Linked DNA regions of Sus scrofa: region 1 is linked to region 2. Evidence: chromatin contacts called from public HiChIP or PLAC-seq data. All regions are on one chromosome and are shown on one strand. Each heading gives the region's core, a stretch centred on a gene start, on an enhancer-like site or on the middle of the called end of the contact. The rest is flanking DNA. Distances are from core to core; before and after follow the strand shown.

What was found. HiChIP or PLAC-seq counts read pairs in DNA pulled down with a chosen protein or histone mark.
Region 1: a contact with region 2 is called in an H3K27ac HiChIP or PLAC-seq map of alveolar macrophages. The contact joins the promoter of ATP5A1 here to the promoter of EPG5 in region 2. A contact is called at or near these places in 1 of 5 promoter capture datasets (liver), 3 of 47 Hi-C or Micro-C datasets (heart right ventricle, liver and skeletal muscle) and 2 of 2 datasets of contacts at active chromatin or transcription factors (alveolar macrophages and skeletal muscle).

The regions. Positions count from the first base shown.
Region 1 is chr1:95,747,384-95,754,420 of Sscrofa11.1, forward strand. ATP5A1 (ATP synthase, H+ transporting, mitochondrial F1 complex, alpha subunit 1, cardiac muscle) reads right to left here and starts at 3,452. Exons shown (of 12, transcript NM_001185142.1): 1 at 3,345-3,452; 2 at 1,440-1,518. The coding sequence starts at 3,404.
Region 2 is chr1:95,611,285-95,618,653 of Sscrofa11.1, forward strand. EPG5 (ectopic P granules protein 5 homolog) reads right to left here and starts at 5,510. Exons shown (of 44, transcript XM_021092525.1): 1 at 5,349-5,510. The coding sequence starts at 5,411.

The sequences.
Region 1 (7,037 bases), core at 2,202-4,701, 130 kb after region 2:
CAGACGCGGCTCGTATCCTGTGTTGCTGTGGCTGTGGTGTAAGCCAGCAGCTGTAACTCCGACTCGACCCCTAGCCTGGGAACCTCCATATGCCGCAGGTATGGCCTTAAAAAGCAAAATGATGATGATAATAATAAAAGAAATCCCCCAACCTACAGCATCACCTCTCCACTTTTCTTTTTTTTTTGTCTTTTTTGTCTTTTTTGCTATTTCTTGGGCTGCTCCTGCGGCATATGGAGGTTCCCAGGCTAGGGGTCAAATCGGAGCTGTAGCCACTGGCCTACGCCAGAACCACAGCAATGCGGGATCCGAGCCGCGTCTGCAACCTACACCACAGCTCACGGCAACGCCGGATCGTTAACCCACTGAGCAAGGGCAGGGACCAAACCCGCAACCTCATGGTTCCCAGTCGGATTTGTTAACCACTGCGCCATGACGGGAACTCCACCTCTCCACTTTTCTACTGCATTTACAATGTGCAAATTCAAGACTGCCAGGTATAGGTTAGCCTTTGAAAATCATCAAGGTAAAAATCACTTCCTTTTTTCTCATTTAGGAGAGGAAAGGATTCGTAGATCAGAAAGAGTGCCTTCCGGAGTTCCCGTCGTAGATCAGTGTGGAAATGAATCTGACGAGCGCCCAAGAGGACACAGGTTCACTCCCTGGCTCAGTGCGTTAAGGATCTGGCATTCCTATGGCTGTGGTATAGGCCAGCGGCTACAGCTCCAATGTGACCTCTAGCCTGGGAAACTCCATATGTGGTAGGTGAGGCCCTAAAGACAGACAGACAGACAGACAGAAAGACAGAAAGCCGTCCATCTGATATATACTTTGTTTCCACCCAAGAGGCATTCGTTGTTAGAAAAAAGAACCCACAACACTGTAAATCAACTATAATCCAATGTAAAAAATTAAAATTAAAAAAATAAATAGGGAGTTCCCATCATGGCGCAGCAAAAACGAATCTAACTAGGAACCATGAGGTTGCGAGCTCGATCCCTGGCCTCGCTCAGTGGGTTAAGGATTCAGCGCTGCCGTGAGCTGTGGTGTAGGTTGAAGACAAGGCTCAGATCTGGCATTGCTGTGACTGTGGCACAGACTGGCAGCTGTAGCTCAAATTAGACCCCCAACCTGGGAATTTCCATATGCCTTGGGTGTGGCCCTACAAAGCAAAATAAATAAATAAATAGAAAAAAATAACCTGTAACATCAAAAGAAAAATGCATAATTATAGTTATTTTCATTAGAACAAGAGAACATACCAAAAGAGGGCTAAACGGCACATTATGGGTTAACATTCCATAGTAACTATTTAGGGGAAAAATTAACTAATGAAAAGAAAACCACAAAACACTCACAACAGTTATGCAACCTATGTAACTTAATTTTTCATTTAATGACAAGGTAGTAAGTGTGCTGCAGACACAGAAATGACTTACCAGTCTTCTGAAGACGAGTGTTAGAGGCATGGAGGTTTCTTGCAGCAACAAAGGACGATCCCAAAGCATTTTTGGAGACCTAGTGGAAGAATAGTTTTAAAAACCTGATTTTAAAAAAAGCTTTTATAGGAGTTCCCATCGTGGCGCGGTGGTTAACGATTCCGACTAGGAACCATGAGGTTGCGGGTTCAATCCCTGGCCTTGCTCAGTGGGTTAAGGATCCGGCATTGCCGTGAGCTGTGGTGTAGGCTGCAGACGCGGCTCGGATCCAGCGTTGCTGTGGCTCTGGCATAGGCCAGTGGCTGCAGCTCTGATTCAGCCCCTAGCCTGGGAACCTCCATATGTCGCAGGAGCGGCCAAAGAAATAGCAAAAAAAAGACCAAAAAAAAAAAAAAAAAGCTTTTATAAACTAGCAAGCTTAAAAGCAGCCTTGGTTTGATCAAATTATCGCTATAAATATTAATCCCACAGAAGAGAAAGCAACTTCTGATATATGTGAAAATTTATTATCCGGTTCCTAGTACACTGTAAGTATGCTACCAAAAAAACTTATTTTTAAAAAAATATAACAACTAAGGACGTACCATTCCTTTTAAAAGATCAGCTGTCATTATTTTTAAAGGACCAGATATCATAATTTCAATTGAGTTGTAGAAATTCTCAATTTGATAAGCTGCTTTCTAAAAACGGCACATCTCAACAGATTTCCTTATACTAACCTTCCAAAAAAAAAAAAACTTTTAAATATTAGAGTTTGATCAGAAACTAAGAGATACAGCATGTGTGCTTTAAGAGAAAAAAAAAAATCTGCCTTCAACAAAGCCTGCGCCAATCTGGACCCTCCTTCTCCTTTAAGTTGCAGTGCAGCGGTTGGTCAATGTCAAATCTGCAGACACTGCCTTCTACAGGGCCTGGATGAAAAGCGTTAAAAAATGCTTTTTTCTTTCTAAAAGAAATCCAAGATGCTACCAGTCGTTGTGTTAGGGGACTCAAACGGTCAATATATTTATTTCATCTTCCTGAGATTACTCCTAAAATGAAAAAATATACTTAGCGTTTACATAGTGCTTTAAAGGTTATGCCCTTAACTTCATGGGATAGAAGTCATGAAGGACACTGACCTTTCACAGCGATTTTCCAACTTATGTTTCTATGCTATTTAATTTGAGTTCTCAACTACTAATGAATCTTCAAGGACGAAATCTTAAAGTATGGCAAAGCACCACAAAAGAAGAGCTTCCTGTCAGTCGAGACAATTCCACCACCAGCTCCACTGCTGTCAAGCTACCGGCAACGTGAAATGCATATTTGCAACATTGCCTTGCTTTCACAATGGTTTCTGCACACAGCACTAAGGGATCGCCTATTGAAATATTCAGAAAACCACCTACATTTACTGCTTTCTTCTAGCGGACTCGGGGCACGGGGCAGAGGCGAAATGCCGGGGCCTGCTGACCTTCATACAATGTCAGGTTCCCCTTAGCTCGTTTCAACCAGGGCTGACAACTGTACTCTGACCTTCGCGAATAGGTCTGGGAGAATTACCCGGGTCGAGCCCCGCCGTTTAGGAGCAGGCCTCGGAGAGCTAGCGCCCCAGGCCTGACCTTCATTCAAAGCTCCTCTCGAGAAGCTCTCAGACGAAGACGGCAATCCTCCTGAAGAGCCATCTCTGGACAGCACAGCACGGAGGTCACTGTTTCCCCTGCAACACTCTGCCCCCTCCCGCGCGGGGCGAGCACGAGGGCCCCTCGGCCGCCCGCCTATACCAACCCGAAGAGCCAGCTGGGCAAGATGGCGCCGTCCGCCACAGCCCCTCACCCTCCGCATAGAAAGGATCGCCCGAGCCCGCGCACCACCACCCGCTGCAGCTGGCCCCCCTCCCTTCTGCTGGCCCCAGACGCTCACCAGCCCGGCCCGCCGAGGGAGGGCGCGGGCCACAGCCGCAGCGACGCGCACTGACAGCATCTTTGCAGCTCCTCCGCAGGTGACTCCTCTGCAGCCGCAGCCTTGGAACTGACTGGGACAAAATGGCCGAGCGGCGAGGAAGGTCAAGGCGGCCAGCCCACCTGACCCGGAAGTACCGCCCCTCGCTTTTACCCCGGACGCGAATCCGCCTAGAGGCGGCGGGGGGCAGGGGGCTTCCTGTTTTTTAAGTCTCGTTTTTTTTATTTAAACATGCAAATCACTGATTAGACCTTTGCCAGCTTCAGCGCAGGCATTGCTTACACATTTACTTTGATCTTAACGCGTTGACCTTGTGGTTGTCTTGGCGACCACAGGGGTTGCGGAACAGGCTAAGAAGCAGTTCCCAAGCCCTATCCCTGGAGCGAGACTATGCTGCTCTGGGAGCATCACCTCGCCCCTTCTTGGACGTCAGAGGGGTTGATGGTGGCAGATCGAGGCTACCGGCATCGAACCTTGGTGATACAGCTACGGCCAACAGTTACTCCCTCGGGGCAGGTCGGCCGCGTACCGTTTCATGCCTTGCGAATTAATACGGATTGGTCCACAGAACGCTGGCCACACCTCAGATCCAGTCAAAAATTTGGGGCAATCTTAAGTTTTGAAAAGCACTCACACGACTCTAGGTGATCCAGTAAGCGCTCAAGTTGGATAATAGCAGTTCTTTTATATTAGATCTAAAAGAATCATGTCTTCGAATTAGAGCAAACTGTTTAAAAGTTATAACAAGCACAAATTTGAATAGAGTAGTTGCTGATTCCGAGAAGAATGGTCCAGAATCACAAGTTTCACTCCAGACTGGGCTAGGCCTCAATTTTTCTTCCACCAGCAACTGGTTATGACTAAGTAGGGACTCTACTTTTTCATCTGAAGTAAAATGGAAATGATGAAAATAACTTTACCTAGCCAATGAGATCAGGGCAGGGCTTTAGTCCCCCCACAGATTTTTTTTTTGTGATAATGAGATTTTTGTAATATCTACAGAATTGGTGGTGAATATTGGGTATTTTGTGCTAGTGGAGACTATTAACGTTGCCTTCACTTGTAGCTATTCCAAGAAGGATTTTCAGCTTCATCCACTAAATCCTGGTATATGAATATCTGGGTTAAAATGGTCATCTCCTATAACATATTTGCAAATATATATATGACCATATATTTGCAAAATATGTCACAGAAAGAATATACCTCTTTCTCTGATAGTCTACTTCCTTTTCAAGGTGAGCTGGGACAATCCTCCTGGATATTAGGAGTAGGAATAGGTAAAATTTTGGTTTGTAAAAACAAAGTTACGAGGATTTGGGGGGGGGTGCCTATTTTTATTTAATTTATTTCTTTTAAGACCACTTCCTTGCAATTTCCAGAGAGAAAATACAAAAGAAACAGACTTGGGGAGTTCCCATCGTGGCTCAGTGGTTAACGAATCTGATAAAGAACCATGAGGTTGCAGACTCAATCCCTGGCCTTGCTCAGTGGGTTAAAGTCTGGCGTTGCCGTGAGCTGTGGTGTAGGTTGCAGACACATGGCTGGGATCCTGCGTTGCTGTGGCTCTGGTGTAGGCCTGCGGCTACAGCTCCAATTAGACTCCTAGCCTGGGAATCTCCATATGCTGTGGGAGCAGCCCTAGAAATGGCAAAAAGACAAAAAAAAAAAAAAAAAAAAAAAAGAAAGAAAGAAACAGACTTGGTTTCAAATACATAAAGGGTGTGCTGGAGTTGAAAACATTACTGATAACATTGCTACAAAAGAATGTCAGCTTACTCTAGAGTACTTCAGTATTCCTGAGAAATAAACAGTGATTTCTGTTTCTCACCTGGATGTTCTCAGGAGGGTGTCACTGCTCCTGCTCCTATCTTCAGGACTACATCCACCATGCACCAGTCCCACTTCCTGCCCAGCTCTGAATCTGACATGTTCCCCGCCTGCAGTTCCAGCTTTCTGGAAGGCGGGGTCCTGCGCTCAGACCCAAGGCCACAGGGATATTTTTTAAATTTGTAGCCATAGGAGTTCCCATCATGGCACAGCAGAAACGAATCCGACTGGAAACCATGAGGTTGCAGGTTCGATCCCTGACCTCACTCAGTGGGTTTAGAATATGGCTTTGAGCTGTGGTGTAGGTCGCAGACTTGGCTGGGATCTTGCATTGCTGTGGCTGTGGCATAGGCTGGCAGCTGTAGCTCCGATTGGACCTCTAGCCTGGGAACCTCCATATGCTGCAGGTGCACCCCTAAAAAACAAAATAAATAAATAAAAATTAAAAATCATTTTAAAAAATTTGTAGTGTTAAAAGCGGACAAAGGACAGAAGATAACTTCCCCCTATACTCAGGGGCTGTACCAACAATAGTTTGAAAAGATACATGCATAATTTGAAAAGATACATGCACCCCAATATTCATTGCAGCACTATTTACAACAGTCAAGATATGGAAACAACCTACATGTCCATCCACAGAGGAATGGATACAGATGTGGCACATATATACAATGGAATATTCCTCAGCCATAGAAAAGAATAAAATAATACCATTTGCAGCAACATGGATGGACCTAGAAATTATCTTTGTAAGTGAAGTTATACAGTGAAAGATAAACATATGATATCACATTCAAGTGGAATCTATTAAAAAGGATACAAATGAACTTGTTTGCAGAACAGAAACAAACTCACAGACTTTGAAAAACTATGCTTACTAAAGGGGACAGGTTAGCGGGGAGGGATGGACTGGGAATTTAGGATTGGCATATGCACACTGAGGTATATGAAATGATTGGCCATTGGGGACTTGTTATGTAGCCAGCTAACTCTACCCATTATTCTGTAATAATCTATGTGGGAAAAGAATCTGAGGAGTTCTTGTAATAGTTCAGGAGGTTAAGAACCTGACATAGTCTCCGTGAGGATGAAGGTTCATTCCTTGCCCTTGCTCAGTGGGTTAAGAATCTGAGGGAGTTCCTGTTGTGGCGCAATAGAAACAGAATCTGACTAGTATCTCTGAGGATGTGGATTTGATCCCTGGCCTCACTCTGGTTAAGGATCTGTCATTGCCATGAGCTGTGGTGCAGGTACAGCTCCAATTCCACCCCTAGCCTGGGAACTTTCAGATGCCGCAGGTGCAGCCCTTAAAAAAGAAAAGATCGGGGATTGCCATCAGCTGCCACATAGGTCACAGATGCAGCTCAGATGCAGCATTGCCGTACCTGTGGTATAGGCCGGCAGCTGCAGCTCCAATATGACCCCTAGCCCAGAAACTTCCATATGCTTAAAAAAAGAAAAGAATCTGAAAGGGAATGGATGCGTGTATGTGTATAACTGAATCACTTTGTTGTATAGCAGAAATTAGCTCAACTTTGTAAATCAACTATACTTCAATAGAACTTTTAAAAATGGGGAAAATGGAGTTCCCGTCATGGCTTAGTGGTAACAAACCCAATTGGTATCCATGAGGATGCAGGCCTCACTCAGTAGGTTTAGCATCCATCATTGTCCTGAGCTGTGGTGTACGTCGAAGATGCAGCTCAGATCCCATGTTGCTTTGGCTGTGGTGTAGGCCAGCAGCTACAGCTCTGATTTGACCCTAGCTTGGGAACTTCCATATTCTGTGGGTGTGGCCCTAAAAAGCAAAAAAATTAAAAT
Region 2 (7,369 bases), core at 4,260-6,759:
AGATAAAAAGGGCTTGGACACATGGGTCCAACTATCAGATCAACAGCTCTCAGGGCAGTTCTACCCGTTCTCCTCGGGATGTACAAGAATGCTTTCCAAGTAAAAAGGGGAAGGGCGGGAGCTGTACATTTTGCTATGAATACAACCTCTCCTCTTGGCTGCCACATTTGTGTGGCTCTTAACAATCTTTTTTTTTTTTTTTTGGTCTTTTTGCCTTTTTAGGGCCGCACCCACGGCATATGGAGGTTCCCGGGCTAGGGGTCTAATTGGAGCTGTAGCTACGCTGGCTCCTTAACCCACTAGTAAGGCCAGATATCGAACCCACAACCTCATGGTTCCTAGTCGGGTTGGTTAACCACTGAACCACAATGGGAACTCCTCAACAATCTTACTTTAAGTGGCAGCAGAAGTTACAGGCTTGATCCCTTTCTCCCCCTTCACACACTTTTTTCTCTCAGTTTCAAGGACTCTGCACTCAATTAAGGGCACTGGGAACACATATTGTCCCACTGGTCGCTCCTCACACTCCTTTGATTTTTCCTCCCCTCCTAAAGCTTTTAAAATTGGAGTGCCCTTGGGCTCTGTTATTACCATTTTTTTATGTGACACTCCCACGGTGACCTAATTCTAATTCAGTCTCTGGCTTTAAATAACTTCCTATATATTAATGACCCCCAAATCTTTTATCTCCAACCTGGTGCTCTCCCCCAAACTCTAGATTCACATACCCAGTCCACGTGGATGTCTAACAGACATTTATTGCAAGTTTAGCACATCTGAAACTGAACGCCTGATCTGCCCCCAAAGCTGTTCCCCTCACTGCCACCTCCTCCATCCATGTCTGTCTTCTCATATCCCACAGCCAAAGCACCAGCAAATCTTGCCGAGACCTTCAGAAACTCCTAGGCTTCAAACACCTCTCACCATTTCCACTTTCCAACTCTGGACCAAGCCACCTCCTGCCTGGATTACTGCAACAGTCTCTTAGGTGGCCTCTGCTCCTGTTCTTGCTCTCTTAAAAATCCATTCCCAGCAAAGCAAGCCCAGGGACCCTTTAAAGTATAATTCAGGTCATACCACTTCTCTGACTGAAACCCTGAATGGATTCCATATTTCACTTAAAGTACAAGTCCTTACAATGGCCTACAAGGTGCCACATGACCCAGCCCTGAGTTACCTTTCTGACTTCATTCCAACTCCTCTCCCCTCATTCATTCTGCCCTAAACACAATGTCTCCTTGCGGTTTCCAGGACAGCACAGGGCATGCCAATGCCTTAAGACACTTGCCCCAGTGGATCCCAAGATCCACATGGCTAACCCCCTCATCTGCCATGTCTCTACTTAAATTTCACCTTTAATAAGGACTACATTGACTTGCCTCTTTAAAGTCACAACCTATCCTAATTTCTCACCAGTACTCAATTCCTGTCTTTTGCCTTTTTTTTTTTTAGGACCATACCCATGGCATATGTAGGTTCCCAGGCTAGGGGTTGAATTGGAGCTATAGCTGCCAGCCTTCGCCACAGCCAAAGCAACACGGGATCCGAGCCACGTCTGCAACCTACACCACAGCTCACAGCAACACCAGATCCTTAACCCACTGAGCGAGGCCAGGGATCAAACCCTTAACCTCATGGTTCCTAGTTGGATTTGTTTCCGCTGCGCCATGACAGGAACTCTGCGTACTCAATTCCTTACCCTGTTCCTTTCTTTTTTCCATAGCATTGTCATCTTCTAACATATATTTTATTACTTTCATAGGGTTTCCTGTTTGTCTGTCTGTCTTCTCCCTCCAGAATACAATCTACATTAAGGCCAGGTTCTATTTTTTGTTTTTATTTTTCCTCTGTTTACATCCCAAGTGCCTAGAACAGTTTCTGGGACTGAGTGAGTGATCAATGAGTGTTTATTCAACAAATAAATGGATCTTAGGAGGCACAAAAGGAGTGAAATAATAGAGAACATCCCCCAAGTTCAGTCCTATAATCACTCATGGAGGGAGGGAGGGACTAAGAGTAGAAATTATCTAGGCCAAGGAGAAAGAGGGGTGGGAATTTAAAGGCCTCTGTTTCTGTCATCGGTTTTCTGGGACACATCTCACTCTATCCATGGTGATCACAATATGCTCTTACGTTAGTGAGTTGCTGGCATTCAGAATTTAATACTAACCGCAAATATTACTTTCCATGACTATAAAATACACTGCTTCTGCAGAGTAAGTCCAATCTTTAAAATCTGTTCTTGGGAGTTCCCACTGTGGCTCAGTGGTAATGAACCCAACTAGTATCCATGAGGATATAGGTTTAATCCCTGGCCTCGCACAGTGGGTTAAGGATCCAGCTCTGCCATGAGCTGTGGTATAGGTCACAGACACGGCTTGGATCCAGCATTGCTGTGGCTACGGCACAGGCCGGCAGCTGCAGCTCCGATTTGACCACTAGCCAACAAACTTCCACACGCTGTTGGTGTAGCCCTAAAAAGATAAAAAACAAACAAACAAAAAAATCTGTTCTTAACCAATAATCTACCAAGATCACCAAAGTCAGGGTCCTCTGAGCCAAGGGAAACGTATTAGGGCTACCTCTTTGGTATCAAATGATAAGCACCAGATAACCACAAACTAGCAATATGAGGTAATCTTTCAGATGATCAGCACTGAGGAATACAGGTCAGCTGCTGGGCCAGAAGCCATTCAAACTATCCAAAGGCAATAGCACATGGCACTGCTCACTTCCCAAAATGAGCCTTAGAACTACTTTAAGGTTCTATAGTTACTAAATTACACCACGGATGGTAAAGATTTCATTACTGTAGGACTTCATGACTGTAGCTAAACCATAACCAGCACTAAGAAATAAATTTATTTACTCTATAAAAAAAAGAATTAATTTTCTAGACAAGGATGAGGGCCTTGCTGGTGTCTTGGACTTTTTTCATTTGTTTTTCTACTACTAAGAGGAAATTAACTACAGTAATTTCTTCTGAGTGACAAAGCTTGGAAATATTCTTTAATACCGGTATTTTTTTTTCCCTTCATTCAACAAACATTATCAAATGTCTAGAAGGACTGTGAAGGGTACTGGGAAAAGGACAGGTCCCTCCCCCGCTGGGTTCACAGTTTATGGGAAAAGACAGAATTGTTAACAAGGTCACTATAAGTGAGATGAGCGACACAAGGGGGGCGAGCAGCAGGCAATGTGAGTGATGAGGTAAGTTTAAGCAGAGACCCCATGAATGAGCAGTAGTTAAGTTAGATGAAAAGAGCCAGGAAGATGTGTCAGAGCAGAGGAAAGAACATGTGCAAAGGCCCTAAAAGAAGGAAAGGAAGCAAAATAGACAGCAGAGAGACCTAAGACAGAGGAGAACCATAGAAGTCAGATTATGTAGGGCATTTAGTCCAAGCTAAGGACTTTGGACTCTTGGACTCTGGGCAGTGGGAAAGGTTTTGAAGAGGAGAGTTGATCATTTGGTGGTTTTGTTTACAAAAATATCAATCCATCTTTTGTTTACAGAATGGGCAGCAAGAATTAATTTGCAGAGGTTAATTTAGAAAAATATCCTAGAAATCTTCTTTGGAGGATGGTGGAATTAGGACAGAGAGAAATGAACAGAATTGAGAGAATAATTACAAGATATAATTGGCAAGACAAGTGACTGAATTTGGAGAGTGATTACAAGTGTGTGTCAAGGATTTCTGGTTTGATAGAATACCTCTGGAATAAAGACTTCTTTACACATTTTAGAAGATTAAAAAATAAATTTATGTTTGGGTAGGAAAGTCACCCACAATGTGTCAATAAAATGAGTAATTGTTTTTTCATGATCGATTTAAAACTTTGATTTTTAATTTTTTTATTTTAGAAACCCTATTCTAAACAAAATAACTCGACAGAATCCTCTTAACTATTTTTAAGTATTTACAACATTCTCTCAATAGCCACATATACATATGTAGAACAATTATTAAGCTACCAGATTGAGAATTAAGATTTTTTGGCTTTAACTTGAATTTTCTTACTAACTCCATGACTTTTGGCTTATCATTTAATTTCTCTAGGCTTTAGTCTCATCATTCATTTGAAAAAAAATGAGAGACTAAGAATTAAGACTCTGCTCTTTATAGATTTATGTTTATATGTTTTACACTCCTATATTCTGGGTTATTCAGGGACCTCTTCTATCTAGATAGTTCCTTACCAGTCTAATACAATGCAAAATTATTTCTCTTAAAAATGTTTCTGAAGTTAGGTAGCAAAATAGCTTTCTCCCCAAAGAGTAACTCCTCAAAGACCTGGGAACACTGATGCACATAACTCCACTACAGCTTTTTAAAAGGCATCATAATGAAAGGGATCCACATGAGTAATTTACAGCTTATTAAACAGGGACCTTTGAACACCAGATTCCTGTTAAAATCTTGTTTCCATGAGAAAACCCAACTTTTTGTATCATTTTTAAGTTCCACCTGCTCTGGAACATCCTCCACTTGTAGGAAAGGAAATTTCATGTACTTTCAATACTATACTCATTATTTCTTTACCATAAATTCAGTATCAGATAAGCCAAAATTATATATGTCCATTTATCAGGGGAAGCATTTAATCTGTTCACTATAAAATAAGTGTCATTTCAAAAAAACATATGGGAACAAAGAGAAAACCCAAAATGCACCTAAAAACAAAATAAATCAACTTTAAGCCAAACCAGCAGTCTAATGTTCTAATCCAGGAAACCTAGAAAATTCAAATCTGCTGCGTTAGTACTGACCTGTCTGATTTTTGGTCATTCGTGTCCCATCGTTTCTAGAATAAATGAGACATAAACAGCAGCAGCACCACTACCACCTTGAATTTTTAAATTAAAAAGGCACAATCACTACAGTCGACTTTCTGTCCCTAGCTATAAAGCTCTGCCAAAGGAACCAGTCTCTGCGTGGAGGGAAGGTCTCTCTCCTCTTTATGCGCTAGAGGGACAGAAAATGTGCACAGGTTAAAAGGGAGAAAGAGTCAAAGATGAGGCAGGAAGAGAAAAGCTGCTTCAGGACAGGAACCCAGACTCGGATGAGAAAAGTCAAGAAAGGAGCAGAAAAGGAAGAGCCTCGATAGTTCAGAAGAGGAAAAAGAAAAAAGGGGCTCCTGACAAAGTCTCGCACGGGGACGTGAAAGAGGAATAGAAGAACAGGAGTGGTGTCAATGTGTGGGGGGATCAAATTTGGGGAGGTGGAGGCAGAGGATGACAGGGGCTCAGGGGAGGAAAAGGGTTGGCTGGAGAGGCGGAAGACAAGAAAAAGCAGACAGTACCTGCCAGGGCCTCGGGCGGGGGGAATGGGGTTGGAGGTTATCCTTACCTTGGTTTTAGTCCGGCTGGCCTTGGCCTTCGCCCGGCGCGGGGGCCTCACCGCCTCTGCCATAGACCCTGCGGTGGGACTGTCGCCGCTTGTTTTTGTCGAAACCCTGCGCCTTCCACACCTGCTCACTTCCGGCTACCGGACTGTCACATGACCTAATCTCTACCACTCCCGGAGTGGGGGCGGCAACTTGGAGCCTCTACGGGCCACAACATAGGACAAACTACTCCGCGAGACGTTTTCGCTAAAAGTAGTGGGCCCGCCCCCTCCGCCTAGGCCCCGCCCCTCACGCCGATTCTTTGAGTCTGTGATAGGTCACGTCCTTCTCGCAGGCTCCGCTGATCCTCATTGGGTTCGGATCCAGGGCACGCTGGCACACCTCACTCACGTTGGCCTAATGAGTCCGAGGAGGGTGCTTGTTATTTTTGTTTTGACCTTTAGGTAACCAGAACTAGTCAGTTAGGGAATTCCCGTCTTGGCTCAGCGGTTAACGAATGGGACTAGTATCCATGAGGACGTGGGTTTGATCCCTGGCCATGCTCAGTGGGTTAAGGATTTGGCATTTCCTGAGCATTGGTGTAGGCTGCAGATGCAGTTTGGATCCCCAGTTGCCGTGGCTGTGGCCAGCAGCTATAGCTGATTCATCCCCTGATCTGGGAACCTCCATATGCTTGGGTGCGGCCCTAAGTAGACAAAAGACCAGAAAAAAAAAAACAGCCTAAAGCTCTGCTTTGTGCCCAAGAACCTTGATGCCAATCCATATGTACCCTTGTGTAAAGGGGAAAGATGATACTTGCATTTTCTAGCATAATGAAGATTAAGTGGAACCATCGTCAAAGGTGCCTGGTAACCGCAGGCATATCTGTAAACAGTAGTTATTGTCATTACTATCCAAATTCCCTGGAAAGAGACATCTGCCCTTTCAAAGAGGGGCAGTAAGACAAGACCCATAAAAGTATTCTTAACATAGATTTCACACACCTTCATTTAAAAATGATAGATGTGAAAACTTGGTCCCATCTCCTTTTACTACAATTTCTTTCTTTCCAAAGCACCTAGTACCTCTTAAAATCTTATTATCATTTGCTTTTATGTTTTATCTGTCAACCTGGCTAGAATGTAAGATCTTTAAGAGTAGAGGTCTTTGTTTTGCTCCCTGAAGAATCCCAGGGGCTTCTAGAACACCAGGCTTCGTAGGCTCAATAAATATCTGATGAAAGGGAGTTCCTGTTGGGGCTCAGTGGGTTAGGAATCCCATGAGGATGCAGGTTCAATCCCTGACCTCACTCAGTGTGTTAAGCAAACAACATTGTGACAACTGCAGCATAGGTCAAAGATAAGGCTTAGAACTGGCATTGTTGTGGCTATGGCGTAGGCCAGCAGCTGCAGCTCCAATTCAGCCCCTAGCCTAGGAACTTCCATATGCCATGGGTGCAGCATAAAAATAAACCAATCAAGCAAGCAATCAACATCTGATAATGAATATGAGTTGTTTTTTCTGGTGGCAGGATAAGATGGTTGAGATGGAGTGTAAGGGGTGGGAAGAGAATATCCACCCACCAGTAAAATACTAGAAGAAAAAAATCTAAGAATATGGCATGAAGAATGAAAATGACTTCAGAGAAGCAGTCTTCACAGTATCTTGATTATGAGCTAACTGAACATATAAAATATAGTTGTAAACAGATAGGGTAAGGGGTCGCAGGAGAAGGAGAATCAGGTGTGAATTACTTGACATAAGTGAAGCCATTTTAGGCTTAAGCCATTTTGTAATATACATCTAGCCATAATGCTTAACCTTGAACTGGTCTCAGTAATAATGATGTCAAGGGAAGGAAAGAACAAATGACTGCTATCAGGCAAGAAAAGTAATGATAGCAAATATGACAAATCAGTTATAAAGATTCCCAGTTCTTTGGGATCAGTCACATATGCAGCATGCAGAATTTCCCCAGCCAGGGATCAAACTGAGCCACAGTGACAACACCAGATCCTTAACCACTAGGCCATCAGGGAACACC